2 separate regions of the Ovis aries genome follow, and region 2 is linked to region 1. Evidence: chromatin contacts called from public Hi-C data. All regions are on one chromosome and are shown on one strand. The core of a region is the stretch at or near the end of the contact, and the rest is flanking DNA. Distances in the headings are between cores, read along the strand shown.

What was found. Hi-C and Micro-C count contacts between places; a contact is called where the count stands out from the background.
Region 2: a contact with region 1 is called in a Hi-C map of omental adipose tissue, with 2.2 times the contacts expected there. The contact joins the enhancer-like site here to the promoter of TWSG1 in region 1.

What each region holds. Positions count from the first base shown.
Region 1 is chr23:42,058,307-42,062,839 of ARS-UI_Ramb_v3.0, reverse strand. It overlaps TWSG1 (twisted gastrulation BMP signaling modulator 1), which reads right to left and starts at 3,087. Exons shown (of 5, transcript XM_015103656.3): 1 at 2,948-3,087; 2 at 1,324-1,480. The coding sequence starts at 1,446.
Region 2 is chr23:42,126,934-42,131,926 of ARS-UI_Ramb_v3.0, reverse strand. The region is part of intron 1 of RALBP1 (ralA binding protein 1); the gene reads right to left. Among named protein-coding and RNA genes, the nearest start is that of RALBP1, 17 kb to the right of the region's middle. Within about 2 kb of position 2,601, at least 13 of the 54 cell types and tissues checked have an H3K27ac peak or open chromatin away from gene starts, as enhancers often do.

The sequences.
Region 1 (4,533 bases), core at 1,838-4,337:
TCAAGAGTTCTTATCTTTCAGAGATAGACATTAGAATTTGATAAAATAATGTCAGGGGTCTGCTTGACACTAACAGAGATGGGGACCCTAATAGTGCTAGGGAACAGAGATGAGCCAAGGGAAGCCCTGGGTTAATGACTGCTGTAACAGTTACTGTTATTCTTCTCTCTTCTATTTAAAAACATCCAGAGTTTAAAAAAAGAAAAAATTAACAACCAACCAACCAGCCTCTCTAGTTAAAAGTTTTGGTTTAAAATGCAAAGGGAGGGTATGTGGAGTAAGAGATGGTGGTAACCACACCCGCAGAAAGGCCAGGCTTCCCATAATGTTAACTATTAATGAGCACCAAAACGTCACAAATCAGCACAAAATACCTCTCATCTACAAAACTCATGATCACTTCTAGTACATATGCACAAGTGCTCTCATATCAGGAGTACAGGCAAGAGTTGGCTGAGTCATACTTCATACAGAATTCAAATATACATAGTTTCAGCAGTGCACTGAATTCCTTAGCCAACAGCTAGAACAGAGGCTAATTAATACAGACACAAGACTGCTGATGGTCTAACAGGATGGGAAAAGGGAGAACAGCTATATAAGACGTGAAGTTTACCACTAATTAACAAAACTTTATGGACAGTAATAATCAGTATGCATATGGAAAGGCCATAGCCTTCGTGTTCAGACACAGGCCACGTTCCGCAGCCACTTATTAGCTCTGTGAACTAAGCCAATCGCTCAACCCCACTTTTCTCTTCAGAAAGGCTTGCCTTGATGGCCTAGAGAGATCACTGTCAAGTATCTTGAAAGCAGATTCTCCCAACACTTGCGACCTTGAGAAACCCTGGCCCCAAACCACCCAGCTCAGCTGCTCCTAGGTTCCCAACCCTTAGGAACTGTGTAAATAATAAATGTTTACTGCATTAAGCTACTCTGTTTGGGGTAACTTGTTACACAGAACAGACAATTAGTACATTATATTTAGAGAACAGTCTGTCTATGATTTGACTAGCTAAAATTTTTTTTTCTAAATATAGTAAGTGAGCCTCTTTGCTATGTAAACTCAATTGTACAACAGAACCCTTTAATTCACCTGAATAGATAGCTCATCACCTTGTAACGGCCTGTTTACAAAGCTGGGTATTATTTCCTGTACTGAACTCCTTGAGTCTGAGTTTGTTTGTGAAGTATGGGGGCAAAACCCCAGACTAGTGTTACGGTTCTTACACTGTATTACATAGACACTCTCTGTGTATTTGCATTCTGTATTTGCTATATAATAAATTTTAATATTAGTAAAAAGAGTATTCTTAGTCCTACCTGAATGAGGCATTTGCTCACATCACTGGCACAGAGTGCTTTGTTACAACTCAGTGACATAGGGACCCATGTCAGGAACACCAGAATGGGGAGAGTAAGCATAACAACAGAGAGTGACTTCATGATTCTTCAAAGACAATCAGTAACTCCCAGGAAGCTAAACAAACAAAAAAACAAAAAATTTTAATTCAAAGGCAAGTACTAAGGTAAAAGCAAATACAAAAATAAAAAACAAATAAGTAAACCAAGACTCCTTGTTTGTGTTAGGACTTCTGAGTGATCATTTATAAAGATTATTCTCAACAAAAGATTACTTACACACTCAAAAAAAGTTACAATTTTATATAGTAACATCTTGTTAGCCATCTTCAAATGTATAGAATTTTGAAATTCCTCAGACTATCCAGAAATGGTGACTGTGAAAGTTAAAGCAAATAAGTAGTTTCAATATTACACCGTTACTATTCAGCTTTAGTTTCAGGCCTACTATTCAACTTTAAGCCAGTCAAAAAACCCAAAAAACTATTAATATTGCATTATAAATTTTTAAAAACATTTAATGATATTTTAATTCCCACAATTAAAATAAAATTTAAAAATGCAAACTATTCTAGTGATTACTTATTACTACCTCATTTTGTCTCTTAACATAATTAGCTAGAATGAAGCAGCTCAACGGAAGGAGTGGGCAGTTGCTCCTGACATACTTTAGCGATTAACAAAGGGAAGAGTAAATTATTGACTGCATGAAGAATTCTGATTTATCAAAATGTGACGATATTCTTTTTACTTCTTTACCTTAACTACCACAGATTCTTCAAAATTACTGAAAAAGATGTTACAGTCCAAAACGAGAAAAAGACCAGCACAAATTCTGACGGTGGTAAAATCAACCAACACGGTCATTAAATCTTCAAAAAGGAGAAAATAAAACTTTCTAGGGTTTAAAACACACACTCAAAATGGAATCAATGAAATAAATAGGTGAGGTGAGACGGATAAAAGGTATATTTATGGGCCTTTCAGATCGCTGTAAACCTTTATCCTAAGTGTGAGGAAGAACAATAAAGCAAAGCCACAGAAGGTGGAGAGAGAACCGGGGCTCTGTGCCCGGGCGGCTCGGTTTTGGACGAGAAAGCCCGGAGACGGAGCCAAAGCGGGGCCCCTCCAGGACCGTCGGACCCACCGCCCGCTGCACTGAACCCGGAGCGGCCGACCCCGTACTCGTGGCGGCCCAAGAAGGCGTCGGAAAATGGAAGCTTCCTGAACTAGTGATCAGCCCCAACCACTGAACAGGGGGTATTTCCCCAGCTCACGGCTGTCCCCGCGCCCCTCCCCGAGCTGCCCCTAGCGGGCGTCCAGGTGAACGAGGCGCCGAGGGGCAAGCAGCCGGCTCCTCAGCTGGGAGCGGCTGCCTCCGGGACCCCGGGAACAAAGCGCCGCGGCCCGGCTGGCGGCGCTGACAGCGGCCCCGGAGGCCCGCGAGGAGCGACGCCTCGCGTCTGGCCCGTCTTGTCCCCCGCAGGCCGCCCAGGCCGCGCGGGCCCCGTCTCCTCCCGCCGCGCCGGCCCAGCCGCGGCCTCCAGACCCCGAGCAGCGCCCCCGCCCGCCCCCCGCCGCTCACCGTGCGCAGCGAGCTCGCCGGGCCCCAAGTTCCCCACGGGTCGGCCGAGCGGGCGCGCTGCGGGCTGTGGAGGGAGGCAGGCAGGCCGCGCCTCCACGCCGTCCTCCGCGCGGCGCCCGCAAACCTCCGCACCGAAAGAGGCAGAGACCGGCCAGTCTCCGCCTCACCCCCGCACCCCGCTTCCCTCCGCCCCCTCGGCTCCCGCCTGGGCAGCCGCCAGCTCCCGCCAGGAGGCGTCTCTCACTCCCCGCCGCGCTCCTGTCAGTGCGCGGCCCGGCTCCGCCCCCCGACTAGGCCCCGCCCCCGCCCGCGGGCCCAGCGCTCCTGGGGTCCCGCCCCGCTAGCGCTCCGCCCACCAGAGGCCACACCCCCGACCGGGTACACCCGCCGGGCCCACGCGCTCTGTCCTTTCTCCCTCTTCCCTGTCAACATCTCCGGCCCCTGCTCGGCAGCTTCTTGTTCCCATGGACCCTGCTATCCGGCTCTTCTTGCTCCAGGCTCGACTTGCCCTGGTCCCGGAGCTGGGACGTGATGTCCACGAGCTCCTCGAGTCCTCACGGCCATCCTGGGAGGGAGCTGGTCTCCGCCTGGTTATGGGGATGCCCAACTGATCGAGGCAACTCGCCGGTACCCAGTGCAGCTGACACCTGAGCCCAAGGTTGACGTCAGAGGGAGGACTTATTAAAAAAGCAGGTTTCTGGGGTCTGCCCTCACCTACTGAATAAGTGTCTCCAACAGCAGAGCCTTCAGTGCACTGGATGCTGCGCCCTTGGAGGGCCCCTGGCCCTGTGCTCAGCTCTGGAAGAGCGCAGGGGGCCCCGTGGTGCTGGTCCAGAGGGTGGTTGGCCAGGGAAGAGTGAAACCGTTTGGTGTCGTTCCAGGGCTCCAAAGGGCTCCGGTACACAATCCTTTACCTCTCTTCACAGAAGGCATTCAGCAGAGAGGCAAAGTGATGAATAAGAAGTGTTTTATTAGACTAGGACGCTTGTAAGGCTTACAAAAGAGTGGGCAAAGGGGTGTCACACCCCTAGGCCATAGTTTTATAATCAAAGGAAAAATGGGGAGAGGGAGAACTTCTTCATCTTTCTTGAGTAGACATCATGCTTCCATCATCAGTTCCTCCCTCAGTTTCGGCAGGGGAGTTTTGTCAAGCTAGGTCCACAAATTACTTTTTTATGTGTGCAGAGAGCATGTCCGAGGGGTCATTAACTTACTGAGCTCATTGGGCAGGATGTGGGGCTCATTCCACCAGTGTTTTATTGCTTGGGGGTCACATCCCACGCTTTTGTTGCATGGTTTTGTGTTTAAGCAAACCTGCTTTCTTGAGTAACCATTAAATTACAGGGGTCTCCCATATTTTTCTATTTACAATCCCCTAGTGGGATAGACTGGAGATAGCAATGGCAACCCATTTCAATGCTCTTGCCTGGAAAATCCCATGGACGGAGGAGCCTGGTAGGCTGCAGTCCATGGGGTCGCTAGGAGTCGGATACAACTGAGCTACTTCACTTTCACTTTCATGCATTGGAGAAGGAAATGGCAACCCACTCCAGTGTTCTTGCCTGGAGAATCCCAGGGACGGCGGA
Region 2 (4,993 bases), core at 1,352-3,851, 70 kb before region 1:
TGGGGTCGCAGAGTCGGACATGACTGAGCTGAACTGAACATTTAACACAGCACAGGCTGCACAGGAAGTAGCCAGACGTTTCCTTAACCAGCTAAACCCACTAACAAGTCTCTTCCATGTTCTCAACATGCTGTGTCCCGCTGACGACACTAAGATGAGGAGAAATGACCTGGCCCTCAGCCTCCAATTACAGAAACAAAGAAAGGAAACACATATTTTATTTGAGTTCTGTGGCTTCAGGAACTTTCACATCACCGGACACGTCCTGTGAGAAAAGTGTCTTTCCAGGTTTACAAACTGTAGAACTAAGGCTCAGAGAAGTGAAGTCACTTATCCTACTCCACACAGCAAGAGGTAAAACTGGGAGGGAAACACACGTTCTTTCTGCTGAAGTGCCCTCTGTGTACATGTGTACACACACACACACGAGAGCACACTTATGCCAGGAGGAGCAGCATATTAATGACACAAGCAGAAACGTGGGGCTTGTTATGAGAACAGCAAGAAGACGGGTCTGATGGGAGCAGATTCATGAAGAAGCAACAGAAAACACACGGAAAGACAGGATGCTTCTGAACTGAAAGCCAGCTGGTGCAAGCTGAGGAGGTCACCACCAAGTTCAAGTCCAGAAGCGACACCGCTGGGGCTGAGAGGCATGAGGGCAGGACCACAAATCACAGAACACAGGTGGGTCTAGACCGCCCCTTACTCTGTACTCTTGCTAATTACTGGGCGAGATGGCCCCATACACAGGTCCTGCACACTGGACTGACCAGGAAGAGTCCTGTTCCTGACACACTGAAGAGATGATCTTGCAAAAACCACTCCAGAGGAACAGCTGCTGCCCTGACTCAGCCATGCATGGCTGGGAGGAGCGGCCGCTGGCGCACAGGATGGAGCGAGGCCGGAACAGAGGTGCAGGGACGGTCCTGAGCTCAGGGAGCCACAGCACCCCTCAGCGTCCTGAGTAAGCGGGCAGAGAGACAGGCCTCGAAGGGCCCACAGGCACTTCAGCATAAACAGCCAAAGGTGAGGGGGGGAAAAGAAATTCCTACTTCTGAGGCAAAAGGAGAAGTGATGTAAACTTGTCAACATTTAAGAAAGATGTCAGCACAGCTAAGAAAAAGACCGCACACTGACAGGCAAAGAAGGCAGACAGGACGAGGCCTCGAGATACGAGGACCAACCCTGATCCCGGAGGGCGCTTTCTGCCTCTGCATCGCAGACTTGCAGCAAAAGATGCCAGAAACCCAGCAATGACAAAAGCCAGCCCTCTCAGCTGAAGGACCAGAAGGGGGCGATCCTTCCAGACAGAAGCCTGGAACAGAGTCTACTCTGCGGTCTCCTCCAGCACAGAGACATAACCGTGCCAGTATGGCGCTGGAGCAAGGGTGGACAGGTTAGTGAACAAAACAGAAACTCCTCAGAGGCACACATATACACAGTCAACTGCCTGTCAACAAAGGCTCCAAAGGAATTCATGGACAAGGAAAGTCTTCAGCAAGGGGTGCAGAGTAACCATGGGGGCAAGAGAGAAGGTCAGCCCTGCATCGCATCACCACGAAGTGTGTATGACAAACTACAGACACAAAACTTCACTGCTAACAACTTAAAACTTCTAAACAGAACACATTTGTGAGCCCTTGGAGGAAGAATTTCCCAGACAGGAACAGAAAGCAATTAACTACTGAATTAAAAGTCCACAAACTAGACTTTTTATCAAAAGCAAAAACTTTCACTTACTATCAAAAGATAGTAAGAAGAAAATTAAGAGTCAAGGCCAAGATGTGGAGAACACACTTAGAGTGTGTGTGTGTGTGTGTGTCTCACAAGTCTTAAACCCAGGATATATACAGAACTTCTACAGTTCGACAACAACCCAAAACAAAAATGGGCAAAATCAAGCAAACAATTTAGAAAAGAAAATGTATGACTGGTCAATAAGCCCATGAAAAAACCTCCACATCACTAAACATCAAAGAAATGGAAATTCAAACCACAATGAGCTATCAGCAGACACCATCCAGAATGGCTGAAGTGCAAACAGAACTACAATTCCTAATGCTGGTGAGGATGTGTGGCACTAGAAATTCAATACACTGCTGGTGGGAATGTAACATTTAACCACTTTGGAAAAGTATTACTATTTGGCAGTATCTAGTTAAACTTTTACCATATGACCCAGCAATTCTCCTGAGTATTTACCCCAGAGAAATGGAAACATATTCACACATACTCACATGATCAGAGTAACTGTATTCATAACAGATAAAAAACAGAAACACATTGCCATTAACAAGCCTGGATAAACAAGCGGAAATATATTCACACAATGGAATACTAGCATTTTTTGAAATGAACAAACTAGTCATCCATACAACAAAACAGATGAACTTCAAGACAGCACTGCAGACACCTGAGATTACATAGTGTATGACTATTCATATGCAGCTCTGGGAGAGGTAAGCTCATCTCCATCACAAGAATCTACAACTGTGGTCCTGGGGTTTGGGGAAGAGGCAGGGACAGAGTACAGAGCAGCTAGAGAGAACCCTCCAGGCTAATGGCTGTGTTCCATGTCCTGACAGGCATGAGGGCTACACACACACACACACTTGCTGACACACACGATCGTGTTAGTCTCGGGCGTACTAGTGCTCTAATATTTACGTCCATTTTGAAATGAGGACCAGTGGTGAGCCTAGTAACCACCTGTCCCCACACAAAGTTATTTCAACATTATTCCACAGTCCTTACACTGCACGTTACATTTCGAGGCTTTTCTTTTAATAACCTGCACCTCCTGTTCCCCTTCATCTATTCAACTCTCCACCTCCTTCCCTTCTGGCAACCACACATTTGCTCTCTGTATCTATGAGTCTATTTTCATTCTGTCTTATTTTTCAGATTCTACACATAAGTGAGATCATATGGTATCTGTTTTTCTCTGTCTGGCTTATCTTACTTAGCAAAATGCCCTCTAGATCTATCTACCCATGGGGTCACACACAAAAAAAAAATTAAACTGTGCCTATCACTGAATTATAAATTATACCTCAATAAAATCTCACAGATTAGGAAAAAAAACACAGATGCTATGCAGAGATGATCATGAGCCATTAAAAATATGAACTCTCCTCAAATGTTGCAACTCTCACCCTAATGGTTGACATCCCCTCCCAGCCCCCCACACCCCAAATCACTGCAATAGGAATTTCTATTTCCAGTCTTTCCCAAATGAAAGCCTTTGGCTATCTGGAAAAAAATCTCTCTCCAGAAAGAATTTAAGGGAAAAAATGTGACTTCTGTAATAACTAACAAAAACTATTAAAAGTATTTCCATACATCTAGAAATTTACTTTAGAATCCCCCCAAATTATACCTTTGAAATTAAATATTTCATGTAAAAAGAATAGTTATGACAGTTTTAACTGGGGTAAAGCCAAAAATAAGTTTCACAAAATCAGACTCAAACTTAATAAAGACTTAAAAAGCTTCGCTCTTCTAAAGAACCAGGATACACACTGTTCCAACAGTCTCCGCTGCTCACGTACCAGTGTTAACCAGCACATGTAAGAGGAATCACTCACCCACGCCAAAGGATAAAGCGGTATCAGCAGGAAAGACTGACAGCTAAACTGAAGTCTCCTGAAATGAGGTTTTGAAAATAACTCCAATGATTCATTAAACCTGATAATATCTACACAGACAAGGGCCTCTTCCAAAAAAACTAACAGCTTGCTTAACTAGTTCACAAGCTACAAGAGTCCAGTATTTATAAATGGATTTTTATTAAATACAGCCTAAAAGTCACTGGAAGCAGCTTTTCCTTGTTTTTATGGTTTTTAAAAATAATCTGTAGATTAAAAGTCTCTAACCTAAATCTCTACAAGGGAATCCAGATACTGGCTCGTTAGAACACACTGAGCGCCGACCCCCATTAACCTACTGTCTGGGGATGGCCAACTCCATAAGCACGTGCGCAAGCAAAACACATTCTTGTTCTTCAGATTTTCTCAGAATTAAAGAGCATCCAGATCACAAGTGGCCACTAAGCACCCAGCACCATACATGCAGAGACCCACCAGAGCACCCCATGAGGTCTCAGGGCGCAAGGGAGAGAGAGATGATTCTGAAGGACTCCTAGCGGGCAGGAACAGGACAAGTAAATTACAAAAGATCACGACTGATTTGCCAATAGGACACTGGAAATTTACAGACAATAAACAAACATATTCAAAATTCTGATAAGAAAACCAGTTTCAACAACCACCCAAGCGTACAGGTAGAATAAAGATACTCCAGACACACAGCGGCAAGGACTGTATTCCCTGTACACTTGCCCAAGAGACTTGGCAGCCTGAGATGCGACCCAATGGGCAGCAAGGAGCCCAGGAAGAGCAGGCCGGTGGCCAGCTGGCGACACAGTCCCTGTGACCCAGGGGAAGAAGGGCTCCAAGACATCTGCCTGTGCAGAAAAGAAGAACAAGACTGGAGCTTTGGGAACAAATCCATCATAAGAACAGAGTGAAAAACAAATAACAGTAAGAGACGACCACTAACTTTAAGAAAAAAGGCAGATGGGAAAATGAAACTGTAGTCCTCTGCCTGGCTCAGGATTACACAATGCTTCTGTAATAATCACAATGAAAACGATGGATGCTGACTGATGGAACCAAACACTGCGCAGGGCATGACTATGCTGGAGGGCTGGGGGCAGCGAACCCGGGGGAGGGTCTCAGAGACCCAAATCCTCATCCACCTAACGCCTAGGTAACAAAGGACATTCAGAACTGCCACCTTCAAAAACAGCAGTTTAAGGGTATTACTTAGGTAAAGGAAATAAACACCAAAAGAAATAGGTGAAAGGAAAGCTTCAGCTATAAAACTCGGGGGCAGGGGGCGGGGGCAAGGTGGGAACCAGCATTTTGCCTGAGGTCCCCAAGGCCACCCCAGGGTCAGCGATTCGCTAGGAGGACTCAAATCAGTAACC